2 separate regions of the Sus scrofa genome follow, and region 2 is linked to region 1. The links are chromatin contacts, called in public Hi-C maps. All regions are on one chromosome and are shown on one strand. The core of a region is the stretch at or near the end of the contact, and the rest is flanking DNA. Distances in the headings are between cores, read along the strand shown.

Evidence for each region. Hi-C and Micro-C count contacts between places; a contact is called where the count stands out from the background.
Region 2: a Hi-C map of liver shows a contact between it and region 1, with 11 times the contacts expected there. A contact is called at or near these places in 3 of 47 Hi-C or Micro-C datasets (embryonic fibroblasts and liver).

Annotation. Positions count from the first base shown.
Region 1 is chr3:127,483,763-127,489,538 of Sscrofa11.1, forward strand. No RefSeq gene overlaps it. Among named protein-coding and RNA genes, the nearest start is that of ID2, 17 kb to the right of the region's middle.
Region 2 is chr3:127,885,843-127,891,799 of Sscrofa11.1, forward strand. No RefSeq gene overlaps it. Among named protein-coding and RNA genes, the nearest start is that of ID2, 390 kb to the left of the region's middle.

The DNA.
Region 1 (5,776 bases), core at 4-2,503:
TTCAGCTTCATTTTATCTTTGTCTTGGCTCAGGCCGCCGTAACAAAGCACCATAGACTGACCATAGGCTTATAAACAGCAGAGATCTGTGTCTCACGGTTCTGGAGCTTGGAAGTCCAAGATCAGGGTACCAGCCTCTTGTCGCTGCACCCTCATCACGAGAAACCAGGAGTGTTTCCCTCCAGGACCTCCAGGTGCCGTTCAGACCTCAAAGCAGCCAGCGCACCTCCTAGAATTCAGTCTTCAGACCCTGTCCGCTCCCCGGGGACGGAGAGTGGGACCGGAAGTTCCAGGCTTTAATCGTGGTTTGGTCTTTCTTCTGAGCAGCCCCAGCCTGATGCTTATCCGGGCGCCACCAAGAGGCACCCTTAGAACAAAAGACTGTCCGATCACCCGGGGAAGCCCCGAGGAGTTTAGGGCTCTGCGTCAGGAACGTGGGCCAAAGATCCTATTTCTGTTTCTCACTGTGTCACTCTAATAAAGCAAATATCCATGAGCCACAGCAAGTTGAAGAAGTAGGAGCAGCCAGTATCTTAGAAGTCCTTCGTGTGTCTCTTCTGGAAGTGCCTGCAGACACCACTCTCTTGCCTCTTGTGACCGACCCTTCCTTGCGTACCCTTACGTGTTTCCGTCTTATGCGTGTGCCCACGAACAAGTGTACCTGGTCTGGACCTCATGTCAGTGAAGTCATACTGTCAGTGTTTATCCTTGACGTGCTTCTTTCATGACACACCGTGAGGCTTATCCCAGGGGACGAACGTAGGTGTCATTCGGGACTTTTCACTGCAGAGTAGTAGTCCGTCCTGTAACTAGGTATCTCGTATCTGTCTTGCTGCATATTGTTTTCAACGTGGATGGCAAAGTTTGCCTGGGTATGTGTTACCCATCTCCTGTTGTACACGTGCAAGAGTTTGAACTTTTTGGATGTGAGGTTTTTCTAATAAGGATTTGTATTTTTTTCTATTTTCGTTGGTTTACAGTGTTCTGTCAGTTTTCTGCTGTACAGCAAAGTGACCCAGTCTCTCTCACACACACACACAGAGATGAGAGTTATTTTTAAAAACATGTATTTTCGTGACCAGAAGAAAACTGGAGAAATTAAAGACTCCTTTGGTTTATTCTATTGCCACACCTCCCTGGAGGCAAGTCAGCGTCTAGACTGCAGCGACAATCATGAGACCTTAACCACAGCATCAGGGGCAGGGAGTGGGTGACCGCTGTGCACCCTAGAGACTGCCATTTGGAAACAGACTAAAACCAGGACCTTGGACTCTGGAATGAGGCAAGGAGGAAACAGCGGTGACCCTGGGCACTGACGTGATGGGGGGGGGGGGGTGGCAGGAGACCGCGCATGCGCTCAGCCAGCCCCAGGATCCCGCCCTCCCTCGCCTCCAGCACCAGCCGACAGCGTCCACCAGATGTCGGCCCCGCCTCACCTACAGCCTGTCCAACACGAAGTTCAAACCCATCCTCCCAGTAACCCCCGCCCCCCGCCCTGATGTGTGCTCCTCCTTGTCCCTGGTGCCATCACTGCTTCCATTACTCGGGCTCCGAAACCAGTTGCCTTTGCTTCCTCTCTCTCCCACTTCCTCGTCCCATCACTCGCCAGGCTCCTGCCTCTGCCCTTAGGATCCCTCCGCCTCGCATCTCGCCAACCGCGTCACCTGCCTCCCGCCGCTTCCCCGCTTCAGTCCAGTCTGTGCGCAGATGCCAGAGGAGCCTCGCAAAGCCCCGCGTTCGTGTCCCGCGCACTAGTGGTGATGACACCATCACGCAGCGTATCCGAGCCTAGTAACCTTGGATGGACCTTCAAGGGTCTTTAAGATCTGGTCCCAGTTTATTCCTGTGCAAATTGATTTCTAAGCTAAAGCCGTCCACTTAACCGAATTTGTCCTGAATATTACAAAGATCTTCAGGAAACTCAATTCACAGATGGTCCTGATTTTGTGAACTTGTCCCCACTTCCATCCAATCCCAAATACATGCCCTTTTCTTCCTCATGGGTCGTACTTTCTCGGCACAGTATCTCCTGGAATTGCCTGGGTTGTCTTTTAAAGCTTAGAAACTGATCACAGCCCAGGGGACTGTCCTTTTGAATCTTCGTGCGCAGCCACCACCGTCTGCAAGGCCCTGGGCCAAGGGTCCAACTTGAACGTGCTGCGTAGCAGGTTAATAGAATTTATTACTTAAAGAGCTGCAATAGGTTGAAAGATAATTGAATCTCAAACACTTGAGGAAAATGTAATGAATGATAAGTGATTAAGACTGTTATTGTATCATTTACACACAAGAGTCCTGAGCTTAGCAACATGCAGAAGCATAAAGCTTTCCACAGACCTTCAAAGTTTCAGGTCTAACACCCTTCATTTGTAAACTCAAAACCGGGCTCTGTTTTCCAGCATGTTGCAACTTGTTTTGACTTGCAGCAGCGTTAATCTCAACATTGTCTGAGTTAATCTCCTTCTAGCAGCCTTGAAAAGTAGAAGAATGTATTATTATGCATTGGCTTAAAAGAAAGTACCATTATTTGGAGCAAAGGATGTCAAAGATTATGGCAAGTCAAAGTTTCACATAAAATGTAAATGTATACAGAGGGATTTGACTGGAATGAAATGACATCAAAAGTGAGAGTGTGGCCTTGAAAATTCAACAAGGTATAGAAGACATCAATAACTATACAAGTAACATCATGACTGTGGAAAAAAGTCAGAGCTCTGATTCCAGCAGCGTGCCCAGGGCTGGGAAAAGAGGTGACTTTTGAGAGCAAACCATGTATTCTGCAGGACAACCTGAACACAAGCAGGACTCAGAAATCTGTGCTATGAATTTGAGTGACGAGTCGAGAAGCCAGAGGCTTAGCGTTTGTTCCAGTCTTTCAAAGGAAACTGGACAAAAAGAGCGGATTTGAGGAAAACAGTAATTGGCACTGAAAGGTAGTGTTTTCTCAGTGACCCAGAAACAAAGTGTCAAAGTTTGCCCTGGAAAATTACAACCTTCCCAGTATGCCCCAGAGCACACATGTCAGAATCAGAAAGAAAAACACTGCTTTGTCCCTTTGCCATCGGTGCAACTGTTCCAACCTGGGGTCAAAAGTCCGTCCGTCTTGTCACACACATGCTGAGGGGCCCCAGGACCCTCACAAAGCGGGGGATTGAGCAGGGTCCTTATTACGCCCAGGACCCAACTGAAGGGGAGCTTTTGGGGAAACAGCTTCTGACCAAAATCTCTTACCGGATTTATCACAGCCTTTCCCTTGGGATGTTCTGTGGAAGGAAGGCTGCTTTGGCGAGGATGTTAGCAGGTGTTACACGAAAAACTGGATTTGTGGTCCGTTCAGTTTAGAAGCGCCACTCCAGTAAGTGTTGTTTTGTTTTTGTTTTGGTTTTTCTTTCTTTGGCCATACCCACAGCATACGGAAGTTCCCAGGCCAGGGATAGAATCTGAGCTCCAGCTGGGACCTACATCACAGCTGTGGTAAAGCCGGATCCTTAACCCACTGTGCCACAGTGGGAACTCCTCTAATCATTTTTTTTGTTACATAATTTATTAGACTTTTCCATGTATATCGTGAAACTCCAAGACGGGAAAATGATGTGCAGTCTCTTCCAAATAGACCCCACCCCAAATCCTTTCCCCCTGAGCAACGCGTGGACAGTATTCCCTGGAATGTCCCATAAAGGGCCTTGTTTAATTAAGGCCTTTCCTCCAAAGGGCTTTTTGAAAATATCAATAAAGCAAATCCATCGTAGAGCACATTAAAAAAATGATGAGGTTCCTGTTTTAATGAGTTGAGAGGAAGAGGGCCACTCAAGGCAGGTCTTTATTTTTCATTTACTTATTTATTTATTTTTGAGCCACGCCCATGGTTTGCAGAAGTGCCTGGGCCAAGGATCGAACCCAAGCCACAGCAGTGACAATGCCAAATCCTTAACCACTAGGCTACCCGGGAACTCCCCAAGGCTGGTCTTTAGAGTGTAAGACGCTCAGTGGGGTAAGTCTGAGTACTTGCACTTTCTGTGAACTGGTTCCTTCACTACCAGCTAAGACAGAGAGAATGAACGCAGGCATCTCTTTCTTCTCCATCCTGTTGTGTCAACCTGCAAGGACCAGAAGCTCAGGAAGCGGGGGTGACAGCAGAGGAGAGGGCTCAACAAATGCTGTAAACCGGAAACCCAAGGGAGGCTGGTGACTTAGTGGAGAAACAAGCCATGTCCTGGGTGCCTGCCAATGGCCAGAAGGAGAATAGCATTGACCTACAGGGCCTCCAACACCCCTACAGGCTCTGGGAGCCCAGGGTCGCCCCCTGGAGGCAGAGGGGAAAGTGGGAGGAGAAATGGAAGGTTGTCCAGTGTTCCTAAGACCATCTAAAGCCCCTTCCCCTTTTGTTCCCTCAAACATTTTTGAGGAAACGTTCAAGCCGGGTGATCTCCAAGTTCCTTGCCACCAGTAAAAGGGAAGCTAGGTGTGACTGAGTTGTCGGGGGGATAGTGTACCGAACATGCAGATTGATAAAGAACTGCCACGTCCGTTCTAGCATAGAATTTGGGAGATAAAAGACTCATTGACAGTGCTCTATCAAAACAACTTCCAATTCCGTCTACTTATTTATGTGAGTGAGAAACTTATTTAGGTTTCTTGGCACATAAATCTCTGCAAATAAAAATACTGGGATGAAAATTCATGCTGAACTCTGGCTCGTTCTATACAAAAGGAATATTCATCCATGGATACTCAAGGTACTTGAAAAACCATCTTACCTGTCTCATTAAGAAATGTATTTCCTGTAAAACAGGATCTTAATGCTTATTAAGATGTTTAAGTGTTGAATACGATTTGTGATAACTGGAAACAAAAATGTTTATAACTTCAATTTGTATATATAGGTGAGCATTTACGTAGCTGCGTACATGCTCTTTTTGCAGAAAGGCATGATAAGGCAACAAATAATTTTGAAAGGCAAACATACATTGGAATAAAATTGTGCCGGGGAAGTGGAGTAGAAATGCTGGCTCTGGAGAGAAAGAAACAATGTGACCATTTTGACTTCTAAAGAGGAAATGCTTCTTGTCTATTAAATATGGGTGGTGATGGCGGCTGATACTCCAGGAGATGAACTTCAGAGACTAATGCGATCCGTTTGTATCGAAATTTATTTTGTAGCCCTTTTAACTTATAACAACAATTTCAGATGACAGTTGAAAACTGTGTGAGCAGATACATGGTTTTTCAAAATCCTTTGAGGAGGTTAAGCAAAAAAAAAAAACAAAAAAAACATTTGGAGGTTAATTATGATCTTAATTGTATTAATTATAATCTTAAATTATGTGATGCCTTACCTTTTCAGACCATGTTCAGGTTATCAACTGCTACGTAAGAAATTGTCCCAAATTGATTGGCAAAAACGCCCACAGTTATATATTATAAATATAAACCTCAGCGTCCTGGGGTGGCCTGGGCTCAGCCGGGTGTTCCCACTTAGGGTCTTGCATGCACTTGGTCAGATGGAGGCAGGGGCTGGAGGCCTCTCAAACGCTTTCTCACGCACATGTCTGGTGGGTGACTGCTGTCCGCTGGGACAGCATCTGCAGGTGGCACTGCCTGCATGTTCTTTCTCGGCAGCTTGGGCTTCCTCACAAAATGGCAGCTACACACCAACAGTGAATGTCCTGAGACTGAGAGAGAAAGTGTGAGAGAGAGAGAGAGAGAGAGAGAGAGGGAACCAGACAGAAGTTGTACCTCCTTTTATTTATTTATTTATTTTTGTCTTTTGTCTTTTT
Region 2 (5,957 bases), core at 3,294-5,793, 410 kb after region 1:
AGTCCATTGGTTTCATGCCAGAAACAGTTAGACATGGATTTTTTTTTTTTTGAGATTATCTCTGAAATACAATAGTTTCTAAGTGATTCTGTAGTAGCATTAATCTACCCATCCATTCACTCACTTGATGAGTGTTTATTGAGCACCTGCTAAGTACCAGAGTCTCTGGGCACAGATGGCCACAGAGGTTCACAAGAGAGGCCTAGCCCTGTGGCAGTGGGTAATTTTATGTGACAGAGTGGCTGGGCCATCTTGCCTAGACATCTGGCAAACGCCAGTTTAGATGTTGCCGAGAAGCTTTCTTCCGATGAGTAAACATTTAAATCCACAGACCCCGAGGAAAGCAGATTACCATCCACACTTTGGGTGGGCCTCATCCAATCAGTTGAAGGCCTTAAGAGAAAAAGAGTGACCTCCTCTGAAGAAGCCGTAATTCTGTCTCCACATGGCAATGTCAGCTCCAGGCTGTCACATCAACTCTTCCCTGGGTCTCTAGCCAGGATACATACGTTCACCTGAGCTTCTAAGCATCATAAATAACTGATCCTCCTCAACAATAGTAAGAACTGCAATCATAATTAATAGCTAGGAGTTCCCGTCGTGGCGCAGTGGTTAACGAATCCGACTAGGAACCATGAGGTTGAGGGTTCGGTCCCTGCTCTTGCTCAGTGGGTTAACGATCCGGCGTTGCCGTGAGCTGTGGTGTAGGTTGCAGACGCGGCTCGGATCCCGAGTTGCTGTGGCTCTGGCATAGCCTGGCAGCTACAGTTCTGATTAGACCCCTAGCCTGGGAAATTCCATATGCCGTGGGAGCGGCCCAAGAAATGGCAAAAAAAAAAGACAAAAAAATAATTAATAGCTAATGTTCACTGAAGGTTAGAGTCTCCCAAGCAAGCTCTAGGGAGCTTTACAAGTAGTGGCTTAATCCTATGATGTGTAGGAATTGTATTCATTGCCTTAAATTTTTTTTTCTTAAAGTATAGTTGATTTACAATGTTCTGTCAATTTCTGCTATACAGCAAAGTGACCCAGTCATACAGAAATATATTCTTTATCTCATATTTCCTTCATCATGTTCTGTCGCAAGTGATTGGATCTAGTTCCCTGTGCTTTACAACAGGGCTTCATTGCTTATCCTTTCTAAATGTAATAGTTTGTATCCACTAACCCCAAATTCTACCTCTGTCCCACCTACTCCCCCTCCCCCTCCCTTGGCAACCACACGTCTGTTTTCTATGTCTGTGAGTCTGTTTCTGTTTTGTAGATAAGTTCATTTGTGCCATATTTTAGATTCCACTAATAAGTGATATCCTATGGTATTTGTCTTTATCTTCCTGACTTATTCACTTAATATGAGAACCTCTGTTGATGGACATTTAGGTTGTTTCCATGCTTATCAATGACTGAGGAAACTGAGATACAGAGAGGTAAAGTCACTCCTCTAGGAACTCCCACTGTGGCGAAGAGGGTTAAAAAGACTGCAGCAGGTCAGGTCACTGCAGAAGCAAGCGTTCAATCCCCCTGCCCAGCACACTGGGTTAAAGGATCTGATTTTGCCACAGAAGCAGCATAGGTTACAGCTGTGGTTTACATCGGATCCATGGCCCAGGAACTTCCAAATGCCATGGGTGGGACCATAAAAAAAAAAAAAAATGGCAAGTCACCTCTCCATCTAGTCAATGGCTGAGTCAGGATTAAAATGCAGGCTGTCTCTCTCCAACAGCAGAGCTGGTGCCTGGAGCAACGTGCCAAGTCCTGTCTGCTCCTACTCCTCCTCCGTCTCTGCTCCTGCTAACCCTACAGCCGTGTGGCCCCTTGTGTCCTGTCCCCTGTCACATCCGTTTCCTCCTTTGATTCCCGCAAGGATCCCATGGGGTAGGCAGGCTTGCTGGTTCACTCTCAGCTCACAAGTAAAGACAGTGAGGCCAGTGCCAGGTCTCGGGGCCCCTGTTACTGAAGCTCCTCTGTCTCCCAACCAAGATAGTGCAGACTTCACTGCTGTGGGCCTTTCCCTCCAAGCCTGGCCATAGACATGAGGTTGGAAAATGGTCGATTTTCTCAGCAGCTCAGACTCCCAGGCCCTGGAACCATATGACGGTGATAAACTGCAGCCAAAGGAGTCGATACACGTTGAAAAGTCCCCCTGTTTCCTCCTGCCTTCTGCGGCTGTAACTGTGAGTCTCCCTTTTGGAGACTCTTACTACTTCTCTCCAGCTGCGCTATATGCCTTGGTTCATGGGTTCTGCTTACGTCCATTCTTCTAGAACCTTCCCCAACAGCTCCACCCTCTTCTTTCTGCGTCAGGTTTTCTTGGCCGCCAGCCCCATTCGATAATTAACTGTCAGTGCAATCTTCATGCACTTTGGTACTTTCAAAACCTCATGTTTCTGCTTCTTGGTTGAGCCCAGAGCCCAGCACAGAGGAGGCACAGCGTTTGTGTGCTGACTTGATGTGACTGAACATAACTGAAAATGTGGGTCAGTCAGATTTGGAAATGACTCAGTCAGCACATCATGCTTCAAAGGGAGGCAGGTCAGAAAGCTGCCAGGCCTGGTGATCCCCTTGGGAATTCCTCTAGGCCCCTGCTGTGATGGCCTGGAATTCTTGTCCAGAGCACAACAGGCACTTCAGTGGGTGTAACGCTGACCCTGTGATTCAGAGGTGCAGCTCGAGCACAAGAAATGTCCTCAATTTAGTTCCCCACCAGGGAGCAGGGAAATGGCTTCTTTCCCTGGTAATAGGGGAAAGACGGTTTGTTTTATAACTCCTGTCTTAACATGGGCACTTTTACCATCAACCTACAGAGGCAGCCTGAGCTCACACTGCCTCTTTTGTCCAGGTTGCTTCCAGAAGCCCTGGCATTTCCTTTGCAGCAATTGTAGAAAAGCGTAAAACCAAGGTCATTGCTGCATGCGTGTGTAAGCCAGGTGGGGAGGAAGGATTGAATCGTGTGTGCTGATGGCAGAGCACATGAGAAAGTGACACGGAGGGGACACTCCCTGATCCTTGGACTTGGGAATGTTGGATGGGACCTTTAAAGCTACAGAAGGAGAAGCAAGAAAAAAAGGAGCCCTGGAGTCGCACGACCACGTGTAGCAGGGTTTCCCTGAGGCCCCAGCGCCCTCAGCCTGGTCAGTGAATTCTACCTCTGACGGTGGTCCTGGACGCCATCAAGGCCAAGGCCTTCATTGGAGAAAAGAGATGGAAGCACAAAACCACAGCGAATGAACTGGGCTCTTCCTGATGGGTCAGCGTGGGATCCTGGGTTTTGTCCACAGCCCCAAAGACAGACCAGTCTGGGGGTCATCATTTGGGAGCAAATGAGCCAACTCTGAGTGCAGAATCAGCCGTCAATGACCTGAAGCCACAGAGGGAGGGAAACAATGACACTGGACTCCAAGTAGCAGTGTACAATCGTACGGATTTTATGGTAGCCTTTCCAAGCAGCGTGGAGCGTACCGACCGTTGTTCTCACACATTATCTCATGTAAAACTCACGAGACCTCCTGAGAACAACGGCATTCCCATTGCCACTTTGGAACCAGGTTAGGGTGAAGGCCAGACTGTCACCTGGGCCATCTGAGCTCCCACATCACTCCCTTGGGTCCCCACACTTGCTGCTCTCCTCCTCCACTGGGTCAGGACCCTAGTTCTCAGTGCGGTGACTGTCCAACCTGTCCTTCCTGTGCATCCGTCCCCCGATGCTGCTCCGCCCAGGAGTCCAGCTCATTGAAACTGCACTGGCATCCTTGTCTGCTACGTGTCAAGGACCGAGTGGGAAGGTGAGTGGAAGCCACAGAGGGGCGCTGAGGTGTCCACTTCCTCAAGGAGTCAGTGGTCCCCACAGAGAAGTGGGAAACTGGTTCCAGGAGACGGACAGGGATGTGTCTGGGAAGAAACCATCCATGGATCTGTCCTTGACCCTTGATGAACAGGCAGAGTTTGAACAGAGGTGGAGGAGGGATGGAGTGAGAGGCGAGCATCCGGAGGAAGGAACAGTGAGTGACGCAGGGGGGTGGCACTGGCTCTGCGTGTTCCTGACCTGTCTGTTCCTTTTCTGTTGATTGGTGGTGGGAGTGGTTGGGGCTTATGCTCTGCCCCCTCATGAACACAAACTGCAAAATGCATGAGCAACATCACGGGGCCGACAGGTTCCTTGAATTACAGATATTTGGAGACCTTCTTTCCTCATGCTCTCAGCCCCTCCTCACCGGCCTAGCGTCTTCTGATCTTGGTTATAGAGCCCAGATGCGCTGCAACATCCCGCCCCCTCCACCTCCAGGTTTGGCTAGCTGTGGTTCTCCTGTGCTTCCTTCCAACCGGACTCATCCCTCCTCCTATGATTGTCAGCTAGATAGTCAGGGCGCAGTGGGGTCCGACAGGTTAACCGAGCAAACTTGTTTGGATGGAGATGGATAGTCCACCATGAGTTATGATTTTGGTGTCTTAATGGTGCTGTGTGCTGAGGTGGATTTGAAGGGAGCAGTAGGGCACAAAGCAGTGACCGTGAGTAAACACAGCAAAGCCAGACACGCCTGGCATTGGCCTCATACGGAACAGAGTGTCCAGCCTGGTTCTTTCACTTATTAAAGCCGGGACTGTGGGGAACTATTTCCTGCTTCAGGGAATCCTTGGGCGCAAAGTGCGCCCCCACAGCTCGACGAACAAGTCCCTTCCACATGGATCAGCTGTCGTCCAACTGTGTCAGCAGAGTCATGACGTCTTATTTCTGGATGTTTCCACTCTGTGACCTAAACCAGCATGTGAAGTGGGCTTCAATCTTCAGGAACATCTCAGGGTCTCCATGTCTGCGAGGCGGCTGTTGGCCCAGGACGACAGGTTAAATATAACCTCGGATGATGTCCTAAGAGCCTGGTGAAGAGGTAGCGTCTGCCAGCATGGCAGCCGTCGGCACCTCATCCGCCCGCCGTCCTGTCTGCCTTGCAGCCCTACAGTTGTGGCCAGAGGCCCAGTTGGCCTGAGCTCCTGCTGCTGTGGAGTGAGAAGGATGGGGGGCCTCTGAGCGGCCTTCTGGCTCTGGAACAGGGGGATTCTCCTGCACACAAGCCGGAGGGCAGACATCTGATCCCCGCAGCTCACATCTTCCATCATTCGGGCCCACAGGCCTGCTCCTCGTGGATGCGTTGTTGAAGTGCCAGCCAGTTCCAAGCAGCTGTGTGGCCCGACCTGCCCTGAGGGTTGGCGACACCAACCAGCTCCAGGGGCCGCTCCAGGGCTTGGACATAAGGTGAGTGGCAGAGCGGGAACCTGACCAGGTCCCCGGGCTCCTGGCCAGTGCTTGGCCAGGGGCTCGGTGGGGGCACTGCATTGCTGGCCAGTGTCTCAGGGTATCTCTGGGCTGAGGCTGCACACCTGGGGGCCCTGACTTCAGGTCTGGATTTCTAGTCACTGCCAGGCCTTCTGTGATGAGAGGGCACAAGACAGGCACAGGGGCAGCTTAACCTCCCCTGGGAGATAGTCTTGAACAAGCTCAGCTGATCGGAAAGAGACCCCTGTATCGCATTCAGGGCCAATATCAGTAACATAACACTCACCATCAACCCTGGGAAAAACAAGTGAAATACGCTTTTTTTCCTGAATCCTGAATGCTTTCTTTCTGAAAGTGATGCTTCTGGCTATTGCCTTTCATGGAGCCACCTGCTCACCACTCGGACCCACTGGACCCCTCCATCCTTCCCGCATTTGCTCACGTCTCGCAAAGCCAGGGGGTCCACGGCCCTGTGTTGGATGATCAAGTTGATGAAACGAACTCTACACGCTTTCTTCTGGTTATGGCCATTCACTGTGTCCTCTTGGTGTTCCTTCCGCTTTGCCACCTGACTTCATTCCACTCAGTAGACTGGCATTTACCGAAGGGCCCATGGGCAGGCACTTACCCAGCACGTGGCTTTGGAGATCAGGTCTTTTTGTGTTGTCTTAGTCCTGGTTCTACAGGC